2 separate regions of the Sus scrofa genome follow, and region 1 is linked to region 2. The links are chromatin contacts, called in public promoter capture Hi-C maps. All regions are on one chromosome and are shown on one strand. Each heading gives the region's core, a stretch centred on a gene start, on an enhancer-like site or on the middle of the called end of the contact. The rest is flanking DNA. Distances are from core to core; before and after follow the strand shown.

What was found. Promoter capture Hi-C pulls out the DNA fragments that hold promoters and counts their contacts.
Region 1: a contact with region 2 is called in a promoter capture Hi-C map of liver, with 4 times the contacts expected there. The contact joins the promoter of FNTB here to the promoter of PLEKHG3 in region 2. A contact is called at or near these places in 1 of 5 promoter capture datasets (liver) and 1 of 2 datasets of contacts at active chromatin or transcription factors (alveolar macrophages).

What each region holds. Positions count from the first base shown.
Region 1 is chr7:89,048,140-89,053,954 of Sscrofa11.1, reverse strand. It overlaps FNTB (farnesyltransferase, CAAX box, beta), which reads right to left and starts at 1,321. Exons shown (of 12, transcript NM_001244680.1): 1 at 1,129-1,321. The coding sequence starts at 1,272. It overlaps LOC102168171 (a long non-coding RNA gene), which reads right to left. Exons shown (of 4, transcript XR_002345982.1): 4 at 4,529-4,945.
Region 2 is chr7:88,760,659-88,766,789 of Sscrofa11.1, reverse strand. It overlaps PLEKHG3 (pleckstrin homology domain-containing family G member 3), which reads right to left and starts at 2,314. Exons shown (of 19, transcript XM_005666312.3): 1 at 2,066-2,314. LOC102158547 reads left to right here and starts at 40. Exons shown (of 4, transcript XM_021100073.1): 1 at 40-101; 2 at 1,567-1,806; 3 at 1,957-2,496; 4 at 2,815-3,047. The coding sequence starts at 40. The coding sequence ends at 2,869.

The DNA of each region.
Region 1 (5,815 bases), core at 72-2,571, 290 kb before region 2:
AACTAGAATCAAAGGGTAAGTTTCCTTTCTACCCTAAAACCCACGAAGCTTAAATCTCCAGTTAAAATATTCCCTCTGCTACTATGTGCATAAGTGTATATTCAAGCCCTTGTTTTTGTTATCATAGTCATAATTATACAATATAATAATTATCATTACTAATTTTGCCAAAATCGAGGCCTCCAATCTCAGGTATAAAAATCAAAGCAGGTCCCTCCAAGATTAAATCTGGAGACTGATGTAACTATGAGGTCTTATTTTAGGAAGCAGCCTGATGCTTATTTGTTAGTGCTAAAAAGAATCCTTCTGATCACTTCCCCTAAAGACAGATGGGTAAGCACTTCTACAGTAACTAACTTGGGAACAATTTCCACTGGGGAACAAAAATAAAGTTCACTACTCACTCCCCAAACACGTTTCAGTGATAGGCTCCATCTACTTCGAGGCCTCAGTGAATGGCAAGTAGTCCAAAATTCATACTCTTATTACAGCACTTTCCAAACTTTATTGTTTTCCTGTTTGTCTTCTTCACCAGGCTGTGGGATGCTCACGATCGGGTCTGTTTTATTTCTTTCTATTTCCAGCGCTCAGCATTGTGTCCAACACATTGCTGGTGCTCAAATGACTGACTACTAAAACGCCCAGCCACGAGGCAGGCCTCAAACATGGCAATGTGGGTCAGAAATTAAAAAGACCATGGAATGGCATGTCTGCAGTCTGGCCACTTTTTTCCCCCTCCAGGTCCCAAAACTATGCGTTGAGTGGGGAAAGTGCACTATCCATCCGAGAACCTCCAAATGCCTGGCAGAATGGAGTGGGCTGTCCGACCCGCTCGGGCTGCTTCAGTCCTTCACAGAACAACATTCTGTCCGCTCCCTAAAGCAGAGGGGACCCAGGAACTGTCCTCTACCTCCAACCTCGACAACGACCCCTCCCCAACCTGACCCCACAAACACTCCACTACCCTGCCCAAGCCTGGGCGCCCGGAGCTTTCCAGAGGGGAGGAGCCGCAGTGCACTGTGGGAGCTGTAGTTCCCCGGTGAGTTCCACGCCGGGGCTGCCCTGAGGACAGCACTCCCGCTCCCAGAAGCCCCCGCGCGGGCGCCTCGCCCAGTCAAGCCACCTCACCTGTTCAATGGACGTGACTGTTTCCACTGAGTCGTCCTGCAACCGCTCCCGCGCGTGCTCGGGCCTCAGACTGTACAGCGGCTCTGACCAGACAGGGGAGGAAGATGGAGGGCAATAGTAGGTGAAGGAACTCGGAGAAGCCATGATCAGGAAAGCAGCGGGCGGTGTATAGGACTCAGCTTCGTCAAACAACAACGCGTATTGAAACTCGAGCGGGCTAAGGCGCTACGGGAAGCGGATAGAGTCAAAAGATTTTGAACGCGAATCGCTCTTGCCACCTACACGTCTCCAGTGAGTGAGTCACTGGGATGCTTCCGCCCCCCATTGGGCAGAGGAGCTGCTGCAAGAGGCTCTGTTTCTTGGCGCGCGAGGAAGGAATTTAATTTCACTTTCAACATTCTGCTCATTCTCACGTAATTGTTATGTTGGTAGTTCGGGTGCCCAAGAACCCAATGACTGTAACTTTAAAAGCCTTTCTGACAGCTCTCCTGATTGCCTCAGTCATGCTATTAGGAATAGAATTATTGTGCGCCTTTGCGTACATGATAACCGTCCGGGAGACGCCAGAAGCTTCTCCAAAAAGGACATGCTATCTCAATACTCAGTGATGGAGGGAAGGGGCACTGTAATTCTCTCCTATCCCGTTGAGGGTGATAGTGCAGTACCAGGAAATAAAATGCAGTAGAAGGAACAAGTGTAAGTGAAACAACCAAGAAAGTATTCACTCATTTATTCAGCAATTTTTTTTTTTTTTTCTTTTTAGCGCTACACCGAAGGCAGGCGTATGGAGGTTCCCAGGCTAGGGGTGGAATCTGAGCTACCACTGCCGACCTGCACCACAGCTACAGCAACGCCGGATCCGAGCTGAGTCGGCTACCCACACCACAGCTCAGGGCAATGCCAGATCCTTAACCCACTGAGCAAGGCCAGAGATTGAACCCACATCCTCTTGGATGCTAGTGGAATTCGTTTCTGTTGTGCCGCTAAGGGAACTCCCCATTCAGCAAGTTTTAATAGAGCACCTACTACATGTCAGGCAACTGTGCTAGGCTCCAGGAATATAAAAGTGAACAAACAAGATCCTTGCCCTTGGGAAACTTACAGTCTAGTGGAAGTGATAAAATTAAGTGAATGAACACAATAAATACATGAAGATTTGTGATAAATTGTATGAAGGAAAACAACAGGATCTATGAGAGAAATTAAAGGAGGAGGGGACTAATTAGATTGGGTGGTGAGGCCAAGCCTCCCTGCAACATGTAAGCGGTGACCTGGAGGATGATAAGGAGCCATCCATGTGAACATCCTGGGGAAGAGCCTCATAAAAGGAAAGAACAGCAAGTTTGAGAGAATATTCCACAAATACACTCGTGTGTTTGTATTAATTCTGATATTTAATAATGGAAAATAATATGATAAAAAGGATGTGTGTATATATATATATGAAATACATATGAATGAAAAAGTATATATCTATTAGAGATATATGATTGGGTCACTATACAGCAGAAATTGACTCAACACTGTAAATCAGCTGTACCCTAATAAAAAATAAATTAAAAAAAATCACCACTGGGGAGTTCCCGTCGTGGCGCATCGGAAATGAATCTTACTAGGAACCATGAGGTTGCGGGTTTGATCCCTGGCCTTGCTCAGTGGGTTGAGGATCCAGTATTGCCATGAGCTGTGGTGTAGGTCACAGACGCGGCTTGGCTCAGATCCTACACTGCTGTGGCTGTGGCGTAGGCCGGCAGCTGTAACTCCAACTGGACCCCTAGCCAGGGAATTTCCATATGCCACAGGTGCGGCCCTACAAAGACAAAAGAAAGACAAAAAAAAAAAATTATATATATATATATATACATATATATATATATCTGATATTTAATCTGAAGGGGTTCTAATAAAAGAAATTCCTTTTGAGTGGGGTTAATCATCAGATATGCCTCCATTAAATTGTTGAAATTGTGATTTTTAGGAAAACCCTGCTACCTTTGGACAAGCAATAGAAGAGAACCTCTTTCAGGGACCACATCAAAAGGACTACACCAAAATTATATCAAGGGGTTAAAATATTTAGAGTCAGGGTGGGGGTTCGAGGAATGGGAGAATATAAGATGATAACAGACTTTCCAGATATACTTGGACACAAGCTCAACTTTCTGCCAGAAGTATTTTATTCTGTTCCCACTCAATTCCATGTCACATGTCTAGGACCCAGGGAACCATGGTGTGATATTTCACAACCAGCCATTCCCCTGTTCTCAGTCTCTGGTGTCTAAGGAAGAGGCTGGGATGGCCTAAGGCCTCAGGTAGAGAAACACCATCACCATATCCATTTTAGAAATACTGTTGCTGCATTAATTCCTGGAGGTACCAGAATATTTCTAAATCTGAGAATAAGCAGGACTGTGTGGGTTAGGATCACAGATATGGCTGCACAACATGAAATGGTCTCATTCTTCCCTCTGTATTGGCATTTTTTTCTGTTTTGAAAAAAAATTATCTGTTAAGGTCTGGTCATATGTAAGAATTGCACTTTTTTTTTTTTTGTAAAGGGTTGCTCTGGGGGCTAGAAATTGAAACTGAGCTACTGAAAGAGTAGCTGGAACAGTTTTGTAACAAATTATTACATCTGTTCCAGGTGCACCTAAAACAACTGCAAACTGCATTCAGGAAACAGAAATCTAGTTCTGAGCTCCTCCACAGTGAGATGGGAAAGATGTTAATAGGGGCATGGCAAGAGTCTCCTGCAGGATGATGTCTGTTCATGTGCTGGGCACTGAACTGAGCACTGAGGAGATGCTGGTGAACAAACCAGACACATTTCTCAGCCCTTAACGGATTTCATGATTTACCAGAAGAAGCAGACATTACAGAATTGACCACTTTATTGCAGTTGAGGAAAATGGCATGAGGGAGAAAGAAGCACAGGGCATTGTGAGATTGCAGGGGAGACAGAGTAGTCTGGAAGACCATGAGGAAATAAGTTAACTCGCCTGAGATGAAAGGACATCCCAGGCAGAGGAAACTCAGTGACAACAAAATCAAGTGAAACAAGGAATGGAAAATATAAGGAGTTTATACTCTACGTAGCATCAAGAAGATTTTTCAGCCTTGGATAAGCAGCGGCCCACCAGTCGTCCTTCTTCCAAAATGACTCATTCAAGAAGCAGAATGTGGAATTCCTGTCGTGGCTCAGTGGTTAACGAATCTGACTAGGAACCATGAGGTTGCAGGTTCGATCCCTGGCCTTGCTCAGTGGGTTAAGGATCCGGCGTTGCCGTGAGCTATGGTGTAGGTTGCAGACTCGGCTCGGATCCCGAGTTGCTGTGGTTATGGTGTAAGCCAGAGGCTACAGCTCCGATTCCACCCCAGCCTGGGAACCTCCATGTGCCACCGGAACAGCCCTAGAAAAGCCAAAAAAAAAAAAGAAAGAAAAAAAGAAAAAAAAGAAAAGAAAAAGCAGAATGTACCTAAATATTGGCGGTGTTGTAGAGAATGATGTATTTACAGGAGAAAGTCTCAGTAATAATAACTAATAGCACCTGCAGCTTGGACTGCAAATGGTTTGGGTTTATTTACACAAATATATGATTTTTCCTAAGTTAATGCATGAGCTTTTAATTGCTTCTCTATAAAAGAATATAAAATGTGTGCAGGGATATTTTGTACTTTTTTTTCCCTTGTCTTTTTAGGATGGCATCCATGACATATGGAAGTTCCCAGGCTAGGGGTGGAATCGGAGCTACAGCTGCCAGCCTACACCACAGCCACAGCAACATCAAATCCAAGCTCTGCTCTTTTGTACTTCTCTCTAGAGCAAGAAGGAAAAAAAAAAAAAAAAAAAAAAAAAAAAGGTCTAAATCAACCACTAGAGGGCACTTCTGACCCTAACCCTAGAGTAGCTTCTAGGGTAAGCTTTAAAACTGCTCTCCCTGCCTTACACAAGTCTATAGGTCAGCATGAATTGTTTCTTTTAATATCTTGCACATTTATGTAATAATACATATTTTGGAAAGTTTGGAAAATGTAAAGAATTCATCTTTATCCTGCTGGGGAGTTAATTTCCTCCCTCAGAATTCTCCACCAGCATCTCCTACTCTGCTTTCCCTGTCCCTGTCCCTCCTGCTTCCTGGATGTAGTGGTTACCCTCCTCTTACCTGGGTCCAATCCCTCCCTCTCTCCTCAGGCCCAGCAATTCTCCTTTGCCTCTCCTACCACATCAAATTGTTTCTGTACTTGATTTTGCCCATCATCCATGAACAGGCTATTTCTCCCTTCTTAGGGGAAAAAGACATTTTTTTTTTTACTTGCTTGAGTCTACTCGTCTTTCAGCTACCTTCCCCATTCCTCATTTCCTCTCTACTAATGACTCCAGTTCCTCTCCTCCAACTATCTCTCTCTCTTTTTTTTTTTTTTTTTTTTGTCTTTTTAAGGACGAACCCTTGGCATATGAAAGTTCTCAGGCTAGGGGTCAAATCGGACCTGCAGCTACTGGCCTACACCACAGCCACAGCAACACCAGACCCAAGTCACATCTGTGACCTATGCCGCAGCTTGAGGCAACACTGAGTAAGGTCAGGGATTGAACCCGCATCCTCATGTCAGGTTCATTACTGCTGAGTCACAACAGGAACTCCTAAATATGTCTTGAAACCATTTCAATCTGGCTTCCCCCTCAGAT
Region 2 (6,131 bases), core at 1,065-3,564:
AGGTCCTCTTCCCCTCCTGCCCTTGTCATCTCTCAGGCCATGGCCTTTGGCCACCTCCAGTGTAAACACAGTGACCCGGGGATAGCTGTGGATCTGGTAAAGCAAATGTTTACTCTGGAGCTGAAATACTAGAGGCCAGGGTATAAATGTCCACTATTGGCTCCTGGTTATCTACTCTCTCCTTGGCACATATGGGACACATGCACTAAATTGTAAAGCTCTCGAGCCCCGCCCCACCGTTGCCAGCCACAGTGAGCCCTTTATTCTGCACAGGAGTTTTTGCAGCTCTCTCCATGTACAGGACACATTTTGATCCTTACCAGAGCCTCTGAGGAAAAGCAGGCAAGGACCCAATTCTATTCATGTGGAAACTGAGTCAGAGAAGATATGTGACTTGCTCAGGTCATGTTGGAGAAAGCACAGATTCGACAGTGAGGAAATCTGAGTTTTGGCCCCTATTTGGCCAACAGGAGGAACCAGGCTCCCATCTCTGGGCTCTGCTGCCTTCATGGGCAGGGGGCATAGGCTCATCTCAGGTGCCTTCCAGCCCAAATGACTCTATCAATCCCTGATGCCACAGAGTAGAGCCAGGACTAAAACTCAGGCAAAATCCTGTGCTGGACTCCTACCCAGGCCTGGGGTTGTCCCACTATCCCAGATATGCCACTTCTAATAACAGGCAGTAGGAAAGCTCATGGCAGCTCCTAGGCAAACCCCCTCCCTCTGACTCAGTTCAGCCCATGCCCACTCCCTGCCTCATCACCAGAGCAATATACCTGGGGAGCCAAGGGGTTGCCCGGCCTTCTGGGAAGGGAAGGGGGCAGCAGAGGCAGGAGTGTTAACAGCAGGAGCAGGACCACAGCGAAGAGGGTGAACAGAGAAGGGGTACACCTCTTTGCGGTTCTTATTCTCTAGGTTTTCTGCTGGAAATGATTGGGGTGAAGTCACTCAGGATTCCACTCCGAATCCAGCATAGGAGAGGCTGGAAAGGCACTTTCCTGAAGGGAGGCAGACAAAATGCTCTGTGGGAAGGCCTGGGGGCTGTCATTACTCTCCCTGCTTATTATTTCTTAAGCAAGGCCGGTGTGGCTGGGCAGCGCACAGAGGCAGGGCTGAGGAGACCCTGGGAACTCCCAGCCCGGGGTTCCCTGTAGGGTGATGCAGTCCAGATCGTCTCTTGGGAGCCCCAGAACAGGAGACCGGCCCTTTCATCTGCCAACAGTTTAGTGAGTGACTTCAAGGGTGCAGCTCTTAACAGTGGCCACTAACATCGCCCCACCCCAGGCCACACCCCTCCAGCCTCCCCCACTATTACAGTTCCCATTCGGTTCTTCCTTTTGTTTTCAAAAGCAGCTCCAAAGAGTAAAAAGCAGCTCCCTAAAAAGTCTTGAAATTTTCAAGTTTGCACCCCTTCTCTTAGCTTTCCAAACCAAAGGGCTAAGAAGAGGGAGAAAATTAACCGAACCCACTTTGGGAGTGGGCGAGGTTGAGACCGTGGCGGGCAATCGCCTATGTGCTTTCGACTCCCCGACGCCCCTTTTCTGGCCCCCAATCTAATCCCTCTAGGATACGATCTGAGATTCCCAGAGCGAGTACCGTGTGGCACCAACCCGGAACAGGCTGCTGGCGCCTCTCGAGCTACCGGGACCAGAGGCTCGGTTCCTTGCCCAAAAGAGTTTACCCTGCCCGGGTCCACAGTGCGAGGCAAAGACCAGCCCTCCTAAAACCTCCTGCCGTGGGCGCGGGTGGGCGCAACCTCGCAGGCTTCCCAGATTTCAAACTGAGCCTCCTGGAGTCACCCGGCGTGTACGCTCCTTTCGTTTCCGGGGTGGGGGCTAAAGGACAAAAAATGTCTCCTGGCAGTAGCCTCCCGAGCTCCAGCCCTGGAGGGTCGCCCTGAGAGAAGCCCATGCGGCCCTGGGCCCCCCACTGCCATCTCTAGTCCTCACCCCGCAGCGGGCTGGGGCGAGCACCCTGGAGGGTGGGGGCTTCAACACCCCTCCAGGAACTGCCGCCCCGCCGGCTGCACTGGCAGAGGGCGCGGGGAGCAACGAGGGACACTCACCGAGCAGTGGTCGCCTCGCCAGGTCCGGAACGCCAGGCGCGCGAAGCCACCCAGATGCAGCCGCAACGCGAGCGCGAGTTTGAAAGTCGCTCTGGGAAGGGGCCGAGGCTGCGGGCAGTTCCCGCCCACTGCCAGCCCCTTGGCGGCCGGGGCGCGGCCAGCTGTGAGCGCGGCCCCCCGGGACCCCAGCCCGCGCGCGCCTTCCCAGCGCCCGGCAGGAAGTCGGGGCCGAGCCGAGAGGGAGCTGCAGCGGGAGGGACGGAGGGCGGACCAGGAATTTTTCCAGTGGGTGGAGACTCTGGCCCGCGGCTGGAATCCCGCGATTGGCGGCTCGGCGGGGGAAACTTCGCGGTGCTGCGAGCTGGAACATGGGGTAAAGGCTGCGGCGGCGGTGGTGGGGCTCGCGCACCGCTAATGATTAACGCCCGCAGGTGAGGCGAGCGCGCGGCCCCGGCGGTGTGGGTCCAGCCAAACGCTGGCCGCCTCCCGGCAGCCTAGGTACGCTAAGACACAAAAGACGCACGTGGGGGCAGGGGGTTACCCCGGTGTCACAGACCTGATATCACCACTTCCCGATGGCCCAAAGAGCCCCCACTGTATGGACACGAAAGGGGACTCCCTAGTGAGTCATTAGCTGGAATCGGATTTGGGACTCCTGATCCTACCGGAGCAGGTCATCTCGATTTTTTGAGTCAGAAAGGCACGTCTTGAATTCCTCACCGAAATTCTGTCCCCGTGACCATTTACAGATGTAAAGCCAAACCTCGGAAAAGCTGTCCAGAGATGAAGAAGCCGATAACTTAGAGGGAGTCCACCTAGAGACTGCTAGGTGGGGAAAACAAGAGGCAGAAAGCTGTGTAATAAAGTTCATTTTGGTAAAACGAAGAGAACCTGTCTCCTGGTTTTGTTTGTATGTAATCATACGGGCGCGGAAAAGTGCACACCTGGAAAGTGAGAGGCTGAAGGGCGGAACAGGGACACACAATAAAGACAGACCGGGTTTGGAGCAGGAGCATAAACTTTAAAACCTGAAATAATACATCAGCAAAGGTGCTGGGGGGCGGGGGGAAGATGCTGCCACAGCACAAGATAGGAAGAGGAGCCCAGCATGGGAGGAGGAAAGGGACAATGACATCAGAACCACTGGGTTTGTTTGACATCCAGGAGAGATAAGTGCGTCTAGTAAACGACTTAATAATAGAGTTCATTAAAAAAAAAAAAGCCAGAAAAAAGAAAGACAAATAAGCTACTCCAGGCAAACGCGAGCCCCAGGTGATTTACAGGGAGGGGGAGGGGCGTGCGCGGAAGGAAATGGCTTTCAGGTGACTTTGAAACTGGATCCTGGCGGAGGGTGGGGTGGAGACAGCGGGGTTCCTGCCTACCTACAGCGGTGGGGTGGAAAGAGGTACGCGCCGGGCATGACCGGCAGGGGAAGCCGGACGCACATTCCTCGGAGAGGGAGGGTCGCACATTCCTCAGGGAGGGAGGGTCCGCTCCAGCCCCGGAGGGAAGGTGAACGCCGAGATTGGAGAGCGGGGCGGGGAGATCGGAGCTAAACAGCCAACGCGGTTCTGCCCGATACAGCCCGCCACGCAGCGGCCGGGGTGGGGGGAATGGGAAGCCCCAGTCCCCGTCTGCTTGCCCCAGGCAGCCCATCCTGAGGCTTCCGCTTCTCTTTGATCCTGCTTTCTTCTCTGATCACCCTAATCCTATCAATCCCTTCCTGCCCACCTCAAATTCTAGCCTCCAAAGAAGGCCTCGGACTCAACTAAGCCATTGGGGAGCAGCATCCGCAGAGGTGGTAATGCCTTACCACAGTAATAATAACTCATTTAGTGAGTGCTTACTGTTTGTATAGGGCTCCTGCCATGCTATTTACAAACTTAGTCTCCCTCCATACTCACAGAGGCCTTGTGTGCGAGTGTTAGGAAAATCAGGTTCATCTGCTTGCCACAGGAAAGCCAATACTCCAGAAACAGGTGTTGTGTTTTGTTTTGGTTTTATCTTTTTAGGGCCCCACCTGCGGCATATGGAAGTTCCCAGACTAGGGATCGAATCAGAGCTGTAGCTGCCGGCCTACACCACAGCCACAGCTACTTGTGATGCAAGCTGCATCTGCAACCTACACCACAGCTCACAGTAACACCGAATCCTTAACCCACTGAGCAGGGCCAGGGATCAAACCTGAATCCTCATGGATACCTGTTGTGTTCGTTACCGCTGAGCCACATTGGGAACTCCGAGAAACAGGTGTTGATTGGAAAGGAAAGGTTGCTTTATTCAGGAGGTGGGCAACCTGGAAAGATGACAGACTCCTGCCCCAAAACGAACTCTGGAGATTCTGCTGGACCATCATTTGAGGAGGAGGTCTGAGTCTTCCTTATCTTCCACTGTATGCAGACTTTCTTCTGATAGGTTGATGGTAACAGGGCAGTGTTCCAGCAGTCTTTTTTTTTTTTTTTTTTTTTTTTTTTTTTTGCCTTATTGCTATTTCTTGGGCTGCTCCCGCGGCATATGGAGATTTCCCAGGCTAGGGGTCTAATCGGAGCTTTAGCCACCGGCCTACACCAGAGCCACAGCAACGCGGGATCCGAATTGCTTCTGTCAACCTACACCACAGCTCAAGGCAACGCCGGATCATTAACCCACTGAGCAAGGGCAGGGACGGAACCCGCAACCTCATGGTTCCTAGTCGGATTCGTTAACCACTGCGCCACAATGGGAACTCCTCCAGCAGTCTTATGCTCAGCCAGAGGTTACCATCCCCAACCTGGATGGGGGCTTTAGTTCCTGCAGAAGAACTCAAAGATATTGTTATGCGTATTCCTTGATTAGAACCTGGACTCTGCTTTCGCCGCACTATTGTTTCTTTTTCTTTCTCTCTCTTTTTTTTTTTTTTTTTTTGTCTTTTTGCCTTTTCTAGGACCACTCCGCGGCATATGGAGGTTCCCAGACTAGGAGTCTAATCGGAACTGTAGCCGATGGCCTACACCACAGCCACAGCAACGTGGGATCCGAGCCGCTTGTTCGACCTACACCATAGCTCATGGCAACGCCGGACCCTTAACTCACTGAGCAAGGCAAGGGATCGAACCCGCAACCTCACGGTTCCTAGTTGGATTCGTTAACCACTGAGCCATAATGGAACTCCAGTTTCTATTTGTTTTAATGTATATCTTATTTCCTAAAAAGAGTGTAATCTTTCCTTATGGCAGAAGTCATGTAGGGTGTACTCTGCAGAACAATGCTGAATTCAGAGGAAAGAAGCCAGTTTGTGAGAAATCACGCAGTCTCACTTCTAAGAATAAAACTCTGGGTCTGGGCCCAGGAGTTCTAGACCGAGGTCGCTCCACAGCCCAGAGCCTCTCTCTTTCTGCCTTTTGCTTTAGTATCCTCACCCCCTCCGCTATTAAGTCATTTATTATTATAATAATACCTTGTAATGCCTTTAATCCAGAATCTCAAAGTGTTCTAACTCATCTTCAAAGTGCCCCCACCTGAGATGGAGAGATGGCGGTATTTTCCCCATTTTATGGGTGAGAAAACCAAGACAACACAGAGTTGAAATGACTCACCCTGGAAATCAATGGCAGGGTTTCTTCTCCCAGCCCTTCCCCTCCTCCTTCCAAACTCTGGGCTTGCCAACATTTGCATCAAAATTTCAAATCTCAGAGACAAAGGCCATTGAGTTTTCACAATAAAGGACATTTCCAAACTGTCCTCTCAGCTGCTCTATTGTGGTAGACCTCAGGAGAGGAGGGGATGGAAACCTGCTGAAGGGCTCCGTGCTTCCAGCCCAGAGAAGGAGCAAGGGCTGGCCGGGTGGGGAGTGAAACCCCCAAACTGGAGGAAATCTCTGTCATAGGCAACCTATAAAGCACCACCAAACTCCCAGGTCTCAAAGCTTTCAGAGTTTCAAGTTGCATTTCAGCAACATTTCCTGCAATGTGAGCCGCAAGCAATGACAACAACAAAGCAGATACATTGGACATCATCAAAATGTACACTTTTTATGCTTCAAAGGATGTCAAGAAAGTGAAAACGTGCAACAAGTGGGAGAAAGATT